2 separate regions of the Macaca mulatta genome follow, and region 2 is linked to region 1. A link is a contact called in public Hi-C data. All regions are on one chromosome and are shown on one strand. Each heading gives the region's core, a stretch centred on a gene start, on an enhancer-like site or on the middle of the called end of the contact. The rest is flanking DNA. Distances are from core to core; before and after follow the strand shown. Region 1 holds the start of ORC4 (origin recognition complex subunit 4). Region 2 holds the start of EPC2 (enhancer of polycomb homolog 2).

The links. Hi-C and Micro-C count contacts between places; a contact is called where the count stands out from the background.
Region 2: a Hi-C map of fetal cortical plate shows a contact between it and region 1, with 2.1 times the contacts expected there. The contact joins the promoter of EPC2 here to the promoter of ORC4 in region 1. A contact is called at or near these places in 2 of 14 Hi-C or Micro-C datasets (fetal cortex germinal zone and fetal cortical plate).

Annotation. Positions count from the first base shown.
Region 1 is chr12:52,995,293-53,000,349 of T2T-MMU8v2.0, reverse strand. ORC4 (origin recognition complex subunit 4) reads left to right here and starts at 2,247. Exons shown (of 14, transcript XM_077956940.1): 1 at 2,247-2,410. It overlaps MBD5 (methyl-CpG binding domain protein 5), which reads right to left and starts at 2,389. Exons shown (of 14, transcript NM_001266707.1): 1 at 2,353-2,389.
Region 2 is chr12:53,639,171-53,644,270 of T2T-MMU8v2.0, reverse strand. EPC2 (enhancer of polycomb homolog 2) reads right to left here and starts at 2,666. Exons shown (of 14, transcript XM_015110068.3): 1 at 2,228-2,666. The coding sequence starts at 2,380.

The DNA.
Region 1 (5,057 bases), core at 998-3,497:
CCTCAGGCAAGTTCGAGTTCTCAGAACTTCGGCAATATATAGAGTTGGATAAAGTGACCTCCAAGATATCACCCAGTTGAACAATTACAATCCTAAAGAATCAACAGTTCTTAATACTTAACAAGGTTTTCTAAACATAAATCATTATCCAACTCAGATAAAGTCTGGAATCTTCTAACCAAAAGGATCATGGGGGTGAGGGTGAGGGGTGTGATAAAAAATGTTTTGAAAAAAAAAAAGAAACAAAATCAGGAAAGACATTAAACTCAAGACTAAATTTTCACTCAGCTGCCTACTGGGCAACTACCACCCCAATTACCTACATAATTCGCTTACTTAAAATTAATTTCTTCAGTAAGTTCTACTGTCTCTCTCTTACCTTTAAGGTTGCTGAGGTTTTAAGGTGAGAACAAGAAACCTTACAAGGACTTGGAATTGCAGTATTGATGTTGGAAGAAAAACTTGAACTTGACACAGATTTCTGCTTAAGCACACTAATTACATCTCAGAGAAAGGTAAAAAATTGTTCAAATTTATAACAGAAGGGAAATAAGATCATATTGTTTACTGCTATAAAGCTTTTTTATTTCGGTATGTAAATGTCTACTTTTGCACACAGTTGATAATTAAAATTTTACAGAACAAGTTTCTACATATGCAATGCTTTACTGTCACTAAAATATGAGTATATTATGTTTTAACTTTAACCATCAAGCAAATAAAAAATTAGAAGTATTACCATGTCTTTATAATATTTATGCCAAATATACTTCTAGATTTGTATTTCTTCAATCCTTTCTAGTTGATCAAATTGCTGTTTTCATATTGCCAGTCTGATCACAAAATTGCTGCTTTACAGAAGAATATTTTTTGCTGACATAAATTATGGGATCAGAGATACCAATGCAGTTACAAAAAAAAAAAAAAAAAAGGGTGTGAGGGAGAGAGAGTGAGAGCGACAGAGTGTGTGTATATGCATGTGTGCATCCATCTTCAAGGAGAGAATAAAGAAATGTATATATGAAACAAAATAACACTTTCCAATATAAGCCCTAGTAAAAGGCCTACATCAGAAACATACTTTCTAGCATTTGTGAAATAAAATACAACACTGGATTTTAAAGCTATGCACTAAGAACATACTATAGAAAAATGAATAGTGATTTTTATCAATACTGTTATTCCATAAACTTAAATCTGGATTTACCTTTCAATTTATAGCTAACCGAAATTAATATACTAACTATAAGTTCATGATTGCTTTGACTCATCAAAACATATTTTAGAAATTTGTGTCCTTTTACATATAGTGAGCAATTTGGTTCAGAACCCGAAGAGAAATTGAGATGAAAAGCTCATCTCAATTTTCAACAGTAAATAAATAATTCAGCTAAAACTGAAAGTGGTACCAATCCAGCAAACTATTGATGGAGAGGTTTGGCCTTCCATGCAGCCAGAACAACATAAAGTTTTCAATGGGGACTACTTGTTCAGACAAGTTACAAAGATTACAAAAATACCCAGATTAATTATAAAATACCTAATATTCTCATCATATGGAAAATAAGTATCAGGAACATATGTGGGAACAGACAATACTAGTGGCATTTAAACTTTAAGCGTTTTAGAGCTTTGGACTTTATATACTGATATATGAAACAGACATTTAACAAAAAAAAAAAAAAAAAAAAAAAGCAATAATGCAAGTCAAAACCTAACCAAAGGCCTCTACCAACTAAAAATTTGAAATTTTCCATGGAAGTCAGACAAAACGAAAAAATGGAAAATGAAACCCCTAAAGCAAAAACCAATCAAGTCTTCCAACACTAAAGTCAATATCCAAATCTCATACAGGACCAAAAAGGGGAAAACACTCAGGTCTACAAATGGATAAGCAGTTCCAATACAATCCAGATCCCGACATTTTCCCACTCAGAAACAAATGCAGTGAAGCTTTTCCTGGGGAAAAAGAGCTCTCCAATGAATTTTTTTTAAGTGACATCTAGAAAGTGTGCCTCTTTCTGTCTCTTTCCCTGGCGCCTCATTGGAGGAAGGAGGGGGTTGTTTTTGTATTCTCCCCCACTGGAGCAAGACACAATCAGATGTTAGCTGGAGGAGAGAAACCACTTTTGACAACAGCAAATAAAAATAAAAGTGCCCTTCCTCCCCTGACAGGATGGGCACCCCATCTCACACACCCCTCCCTACTCCAACCCCTCCTTCACCCCCCCCCCCAGCACCACCCCCTCCTCACCCCGGAGCTCCACTGCGTATGTGGTTTGGTGCTACTGTTGCCCCGGAGTGAAAGTCAGAGCCAGAGGAAGGCAATGAAGCCCCCACAGACACACTTACCTTTCCTGCCCCCCACTTTTGAGTGCCTTCCCTGGAGCTGTGGAGGATGACACAAAGGGTAATAAAGGGGGGGAGTGGAGGAGGAGGAGGCGAAGGAGGAGGAGGAGAGCTGGGGAAGTGGCTGCTCCTGGGTGTAGTGAGATGTCTCCAGCCAGGGCCAAGCAGCAGCAGTAGCAGCAGCAGCAGTAGCAGCAGCAGCAGCAGCAACAGCAGCAGCAGCAGCAGCAAAGGGTCTGTGTTGCTAAGAGGCTTTTGGTTTCTTTCTCTCCTCCTCTCACGGCCAAAGAGGAGGAGGGTGGAGGGGGCTCGGGAGGGAGGCGAGTTGGAGGGGTGAGGGGGTAGGAGTCGTGGATGGGGGTTTTCGAAGAAGAAGAAACTCCTTCTCCTCCTCTCTCAGGCTCAATCCCCCTCTCAGGGCTCAGGGCTGGAGGGTGGGGGAAGGAACTCAGCCGCCTTCCCCCCACCCCCCTCAATTCAAGGTTGAAGTGGGATAGAATTAGTGTCCTGTCCCTTTAAAAATAGAAATAAAAGGTGCCCCCCCTCTGCCACTGCCTCTCTCTTCATCATCAGCTGCTGCTGCTGCTGGGGTCTCTCTGCTTGGGGGGGAGGGGGGTTCGGGTAGAAGAGACGGGAGGCACTCACTGCGCATGTCCCTCTCTGACGGGTGGCTGGTTGGTTGAAGGCAGGAGGAGGGGGAGGGGAGGAAATGAGCTATTTTCCCAGAAGGCTCAGAGGCGCTCGCGACCCGGAAGACATTGTAGCAAGGGGTACAGGGGCGGGGGCGGGGAAGAGGAGGAAGTCGCTACGCTTTTAACACCCCCAGCTCCCTCCTCCTTCCTAAGGGAAAGTGGAGGAACGGAAGTGGGCGTGGACGGAGACGAAAGGGGGTCACGTGTTTGGGCGGGAGAGGGGCGGGGTGGGAGAGGTGGTGCGTGCGCGGGGCATGCTGGGAGTGGTTGTGTACCGTCGCCAACAGCAGGTGAAGCCTAGCAGAGGACGCGTCCAGCCGATCCTGTGAAGCAATTCCTGCAGGCGTTGGTACCCCCCTTTGCCCTGGCAAAGGCAGGCTTTTATGCGGGAGGTAATGGTGGGGTAAACTTGCTGCAAACGAAGGCCAGGGGCGTCAGTGGCGAAAGGTGAATCGAAAGGGGGAGGATGGAAGGCTGTGGAGACTGGAAATTGGGAAGGGGGCAGGCTTGTATAGGCCGGGAAGGCCAGGACCAGGCGAGCTCTGTCATTTGGCACCCCCATGAGCCTGCCGACGAATCCTCGACACGTGCAGGGAGTCCTGAGACTAGCTCTGCATCGGGGTGGTAAGTGAGGAGCGTGACGGTCCGAGAAGGGAACTGTGAAGGCTCAGCAGCTGATCCTCATGACTGCAGAACGGGAGACCTGTATCTAGGGACAGAGACAAGTCCTCTGTATGCATTTTGACCAGATGCATCAGACGCGTTGCTTATATTGGATATTGCGCTCTTCATGCCTTACCTCTTAACCCTCCCTGGTATTCTGGAGTGGCTTTGGGGAAGGAGCAGGCAGGGAAGTCTTGAGTGGAGCTTCCCTCCGTGTCTTGCATTGTTGCTACAACACAAAGCCTTTGCTTTCTCTCGGAGAGGGATGTGGGATTGTGTAGTCCTTAATGTTGAGTTTTACGATTGATGAAGAGAAAGGACGTGATCAAAGTTTCCCCTTGTAGTGTAGATGATGAGTTTTAAAAGGACTGTTTCGTCTTCTATGGTTACTATTCTTAGTTTTTGAGCCTTTGGTTTCCCAAATGCCAGCTGTTTTTGATGAAAATAATGAATTTCTATCATAAAATTAGAATTCAAATATTTAAGAAAGAATTTATACATTTACATTAGTAAAGCTTTTATAGTGAAATAGTACTGGTTCTTTTTCACATTGTTTTCATACAATCAATATAAACCATTACAGTCTCAGTTGTTTTGTAAAGGTATTTTGAAGGAATATCATCTTTGTACGTTTTTCAAAAACCAAGAATCTAAAATCCTTCATATTTATTATGTTGGTATTTAATTCTGTTGGGTAGGTTCTTTTTCTTTTTTTCTTTTTTTTTTTTTTTTTTTTGAGTCAGAGTCTTGCTGTCTCCCAGTGAGTGCAGTGGCGCGATCTGGGCTCACTGCAACTTTGTCTCCTGGATTCAAGCAATTCTCCTGCCTCAGCCTCCCGAGTAGCTGAGACTACAGGCATGTGCCACCACGCCCGGCTAATTTTTTTGTGTTTTTAGTAGAGACGGGGGATTCACCATGTTGGTCAGGCTGGTCTCGAACTCCTGACCTCAAGTGATCTACCCACCTCGGCCTCCCAAAGTGCTGGGATTACAGGCGTGAGCCACCGCGCCCGGCCGGTGTAGTTTCTTTAGGGGTACACTATCAGTTAAAGTTACTAATTTTCCACATCTTACTTTCTGTAAGTTTGGATAGTGGACCCCATTTGTGCACCATTGCTTAGCTCTTACTATCTTTTGTACTGTGTACGGTAATCATGTCTGATGGAATCAAAAGTAGACTCCTGTGCTTTAAAATTTTCTTTATAGTGTAACCAATTGTCTGCCACTTTGTAATGAAAAAAAAAAATACAGCAAGGCAATTAATGTGCCTTAGATACAATTTTAAATCTTTTGTGTCTTTTTGCATACATTTAGTATTTAAGCATGCAAACATCGATACATAGTATAATGAATA
Region 2 (5,100 bases), core at 1,417-3,916, 640 kb before region 1:
GGGGCTGAGGCAGGAAAGTCGCTTGAACACAGTAGGCAGAGGTTGCAGTGAGCCGAGACCACGCCAATCCAGCCTCGGCGACAACAGGGAAATTCCATCTCAAAAAACAAACAAACAAAAAAATTGCAACACGAGTTAAGCACTTTTATATTTTTAATGAAGCATGAAAAAGTTACTCTGTAAGTAATCTTACTAAATTAAGATAAAATACCAAAACATATGCGGCATACTAAGGACCATATATGTTGGTGATTGCAAAAAGTAATATATCTTCCAGGAGTTAACTGTTCACTCTAGAACAGATTTCCTTATTTTTGAGATGGAGTCTCGCTCTGTCGCCCAGGCCTGAAGTGCAGTGGCATGATCTCTGCTCACTGCAACTTCTGCCTCCCGAGTTCAGGCAATTCTTCTGCCTCAGCCTCCCGAGTAGCTGGAACAACAGGCGCGCACCACCGCGCCCGACTAATTTTTAGTAGAGACGGAGTTTCACCATACTGGCCAGGCTCGTCTCGAACTCCTGACCTCATGATCCGCCGGCCTCGGCCTCCCGAAGTGCTGGGATTACAGGCGTGAGCCACCGCGCCTGGCCTAGAATAGATTTCTTGACTCAAGTTCTAAAATAATAGGATCCAAGTAATTACACACAATACTGGTACTTTTAAGACCATCTTTCTTTTGGATCAAGACCCACAAAATAGCAAAAATATCCAAAGTTGTGCTTATTAGGGTTCAATGCAATTAACTATTGTACATAACATAATTTTATCTTAATTTTCCTTCCCATGGAAAACTGAGTCAAGTTTGAAACAAATAAAAGAGTTCTCACATACAAAAAAAAGTTCTCACAGCTCTAAACCTTAGAGATAAATGCTGTTTTGATGATATATATTTATATCTATGCACACACATATGTATATGTGCATGTATATATATGTATTACATATACGTTTGTATACACACACAGTTAAGTTCATCCTGATACTACGGCCATATTCATTTTCTACTGAAAATATAAGACTTTCAAGTAATCAAAGAGAAATGTGATTAAATCAGAGCAAAGTAGTAATAACAGGGTAACACAGTGAGGTCAGAACTCGACCAGCCAATCAAAGGCATAAAAGCATTTCCTGCAATATTAATAGTCAAAAGAGAAAACCAATCACGGAAACCTCGAGCTTCCTTTTGACAGCCACAGAAGCAAGAGAACCAATCCACACACACCCGAGGTTGACAATAAGGCGGGACTGCAGGTTCATTGAAGAAATTCTTGAGGGTGCAGTTACTATGAACTTCGCAAGCAAGTAACACCACTCGAGTCATAAACACTCTCTGTTAAGCCAGATATTCAACCGTCTGCAAAATTTAACCCATCGGAGAAAAAGCAGCAGTTTTCCCAAAAGGTGCTGTATTATCAAAATTACAACTGCCAATTTAGATGCACTAGGTCCTCAACTTCTAAGGATCACCTCGCAATGACAATTCTCGAGGACAACGCTACGCCGGCAGCTCGCTCCGGGGCATCCCCGGCTCCTCTCTAACACTGCGCACGGAGCACGGCCGTCTCGGCGAAGCTGTCAGAGCCCGTCCACCCCGCGCCCGGCTCGGGTCGGGTCGGCTGAACTGGCCGGCGGGCGGCTCTCGGACGCTACTACCCGGTCGGTAGTCGTGGTCCCCGCCCTCCCCCGCCGCAGTGCTGTACCGCCTCATCCCGCTGCACCGTCGCGGGCGGGGAAGCCAGGATGATTACACTGCTGGGAGGAAGATGTTTGTTTTGAAAGCGCCCTTCTACAGTCATTTCAAAGAGAACCCAATACAAAATTTAAAAGTGGAAAAAATAATCATCTTGCCTAGCCAAATAATACCCCGCCATTAATTAGCCCCGCGCCTGGGGGAGGGAGGTGGGAAGGTAAACAGAGACCGTACGCCAAGTGCGGCCAGCGCATCCCCTGCGCCATTCCCGGCCGCCGCTTACGGCAAGGCCCCCTTACGGCAGCGTAAGCAGCGCTGCGAGCTAATCACAACACTGGGACGCAACAACATGGCGGCCGCGGGCGGGCGCTACGCCAGCCGAGAGGGTTTACGCTACTCCGCCGGCGTAGAGTCCCGTGCGTTAGAGCAGCAGCGGCGCCCTCCAGCGAGCGTAAAGCGCTCTGTGAATGGCGAGGCCCGACTGACAAAGGGGAGGGGGGAGGAGGGAAGGGGGGGTAATAAACACTCGAGTCCCTACCGATTCCTCCTCCTTCTCCATCCCGGTGGGCATCTGGGGCACGGCCCGGTTGATGGAGACGCAGTCGTTGAGATCAGGCATGTCCTTGCCGCGGTAGATAGGCAGCGGCTTGGCGGCGTCCAGCGCCCGCGCTCGGAAGGAGAGTTTACTCATTGTCTCCCCGCCTTACAGGAACAGCCCGGGCGGCGGCGGCGGGGCGGGCGGGGAGGGGGGGAGGACTCCCGCCGCCTCCTCCACCTCCTTCCTCAGTGCAGCGCGGCCGGCCCGCTCCTCCTCCTCCTCACTGCCCCCGGCCACAGCATGGGCGCCCACCCCGCCCGAAAACAGCCCCCCGCCGCCCGCGGCCGCTTCCACACACTAGATCCGCCGCTCGCCCGCCCGATCCGCTCCCTGCGCCATGGCCAACATGGCGGACATTACCACAGCGGCGGCGAGCGATCCCGGCAGCCCGCGCGAGAGCGCGCCCCCGCCGCGGGAACGCGCCTCGCCCTCTCCCTCCCTCCCTCCTTCCTCTCCCTTCCCCTCCCTTGCCTGCCCACCCACTCTCTACGCGGCGCTGCCGGCCCGCGGGAGCGTGCTGGTCTCGGTCCGCTCCAGGGAGAGGGGGCGGCTGCGGCGCCCCTCCGCTCGCCGGCCGGTGCTTTCGCTGTGTGGCAGGTGCCAGGTGCGCAAGTTCGCCCGCGCCCGGGAGCGTGCGCCTCTGCCTCCGCCGCCCGGTCATCCCTCTCGCTGGGTGTCCCGCAGGAAGGCGCCGGGCAAAGACTGCTGCGCCGAGCAGCGCGTGTGTGCAGAAGTCCGGGAGCGGGAAGGGAAGATGTCGACCCGGACCCCACTAGCCATCACCCAAGCCTGTACTCGGACAGCGCTTATCCCCCAAGGCGCCCTGAGCGCAGGCTAATTCGCATCCACCGAGGCGCTCATCCCGGAGAGATGCGACAGGTCTCTCCCATCACTCTGCTCCGAGGGGCGCCGCGCTGCTGGTGCCAGCCCTCTCCGCCGCCCTCCCCTCCGTACCTGTCCGAAAGAGCTCTCCAAGGTGCAGCAGCGCGCTAGTCCTCGGCTTCGCGAGGAGGACGCTCAGGGCAGCAGTAAGGGTTCATGGTTTGAGGCTGCCAGATGCAACAAGTGAACTTAGGTTCCCTGTCACCGAAACTTCGGTACAGCTGTTTAGTGGATGGTAGGTATTTCTCTGAGTTCAAAAATAGTAGTTTTACTAAAAGTTCAGCTTCTAAAAATTTAACCAAGGCAGCACACATTTGCGAAGTAGCAGATGTGTGTCAAATGTGGGGTGCTGTGGAAGACTCGAAGAAGTCTGAGAAAAGGTTCCTGCCTCAGAGAGCTTTCACCGTAATGGAATGCCAGGACTGCTGGAAAGATGAGTAACAGTAAGAGATGTAAATAGTTAAAGAAAATGACAGCTGGAAAGATAAATGACAACCGAAAAAAAAGTGTAAATATTTTAAGAAAACAATACAAGAGATGACACAGGCAGTAAGTAGGACATGATTAATTACCAAACGAGATCTAGGCAATAATTGTGAGAGTTCAGAGAAAGGAGGCATGACTACAGCCTAAACAGGTTAGAGAAAGTTCTCAAGAGGAGGGAAAATCAAGGTGACTCAAATAAGTACTAGCTATTGTTGACATCCACCTGGTTTAGCCAAGAGGCTCTTGGTTAGTCTTTAAGCATTACACATTTCTCACAAAACCGTACAAAGAGAGTTTTTAACACATTTTACCATTTTCTAATAATCGATCAATACTCTGCCTAACTCAGAGAAAGGCAGATATTTCCTAAAGACCAACAGTGAAAAAATTGATTCCCACTGTTATTTCTATGTGACGTTAAAACTATATCTCTTCCTCTATTACGTCCTTCTTCCCCTTAACTTCCTCCCCTCCCCCTTTTTCCTCATCTTCCTCTTTCCCTTTTCTCTCTACAGTCTCCTCGTTTGAAGGCAGAATGGTGGATATAGTATTCATGGTAGTATCCAAATAGTCTAACCAGTCTGTCCCAGCAAAACTCCGAGTGTTGTTTAGTGGGGCTTCAGTGTTTTTCATCCACTTTGTTGTTGGAAACAATGGAGGTGCTGTGACTCATTTCTTGTAAGCAGTACCTTCCTCAAGCTTATGGGCATGTCCTGCTCTCTAAGTGCTACCTCTGGAACAGTTCCAATCCTCTGTAAGCAAGAACAAAAAGTTCTTGGGAGGGGGTCAGCACTGGGTTCAAGCCTGAAAGGGAAGAAAAAAGCAATAGTTGAAGAAATGAGTCATCCAGAGCTTTCATCTGGATGCCCAGCCCTCCTCAGGTTCAGAAAGGATAGCTTTCTTCTAGTCCCTGTGTTTAGTTTTACTGTTTCTCTCAGAAAAGGAAATATTGACTATGTGTAATATACCAACCATTGTAGCAACATGTTATATATATTATCTCAACTAGTTGAATTCCACTTAATTCTTATTATAACTCTATGAAAAAAATATAATTTTACCAGTAAGAAAACTGAGCATCAGATAATTTGCCAAATTTCAGTTCCAACAATTTGCAGAACTGGGCTCACATTCAGGTCTGACCTGACTCCAAAACTCTTGTTTTCTCAGTGGTGCTACCCTGCTATCCAGGCTCCTCAGTTTATTGACCAGTCAGCATTCTAGAGCTGCTAATTCAAAGTTGATTACTAAGACCTTCCAGCCAACGGCCAAGAGAGCACATAAGCCAGAGTCTAAAGTTGCAGTAGACCAAGGAGGGCAGGAACAACATCTGTCTGTCAATCACTGTATCCCCAGTTCCATGCCTCACATATGGCAGGCATCTAAAGTATATTTGTTAACTGATATTCCATGAAGAAATTCACTGATACTGACCCCATGCCACT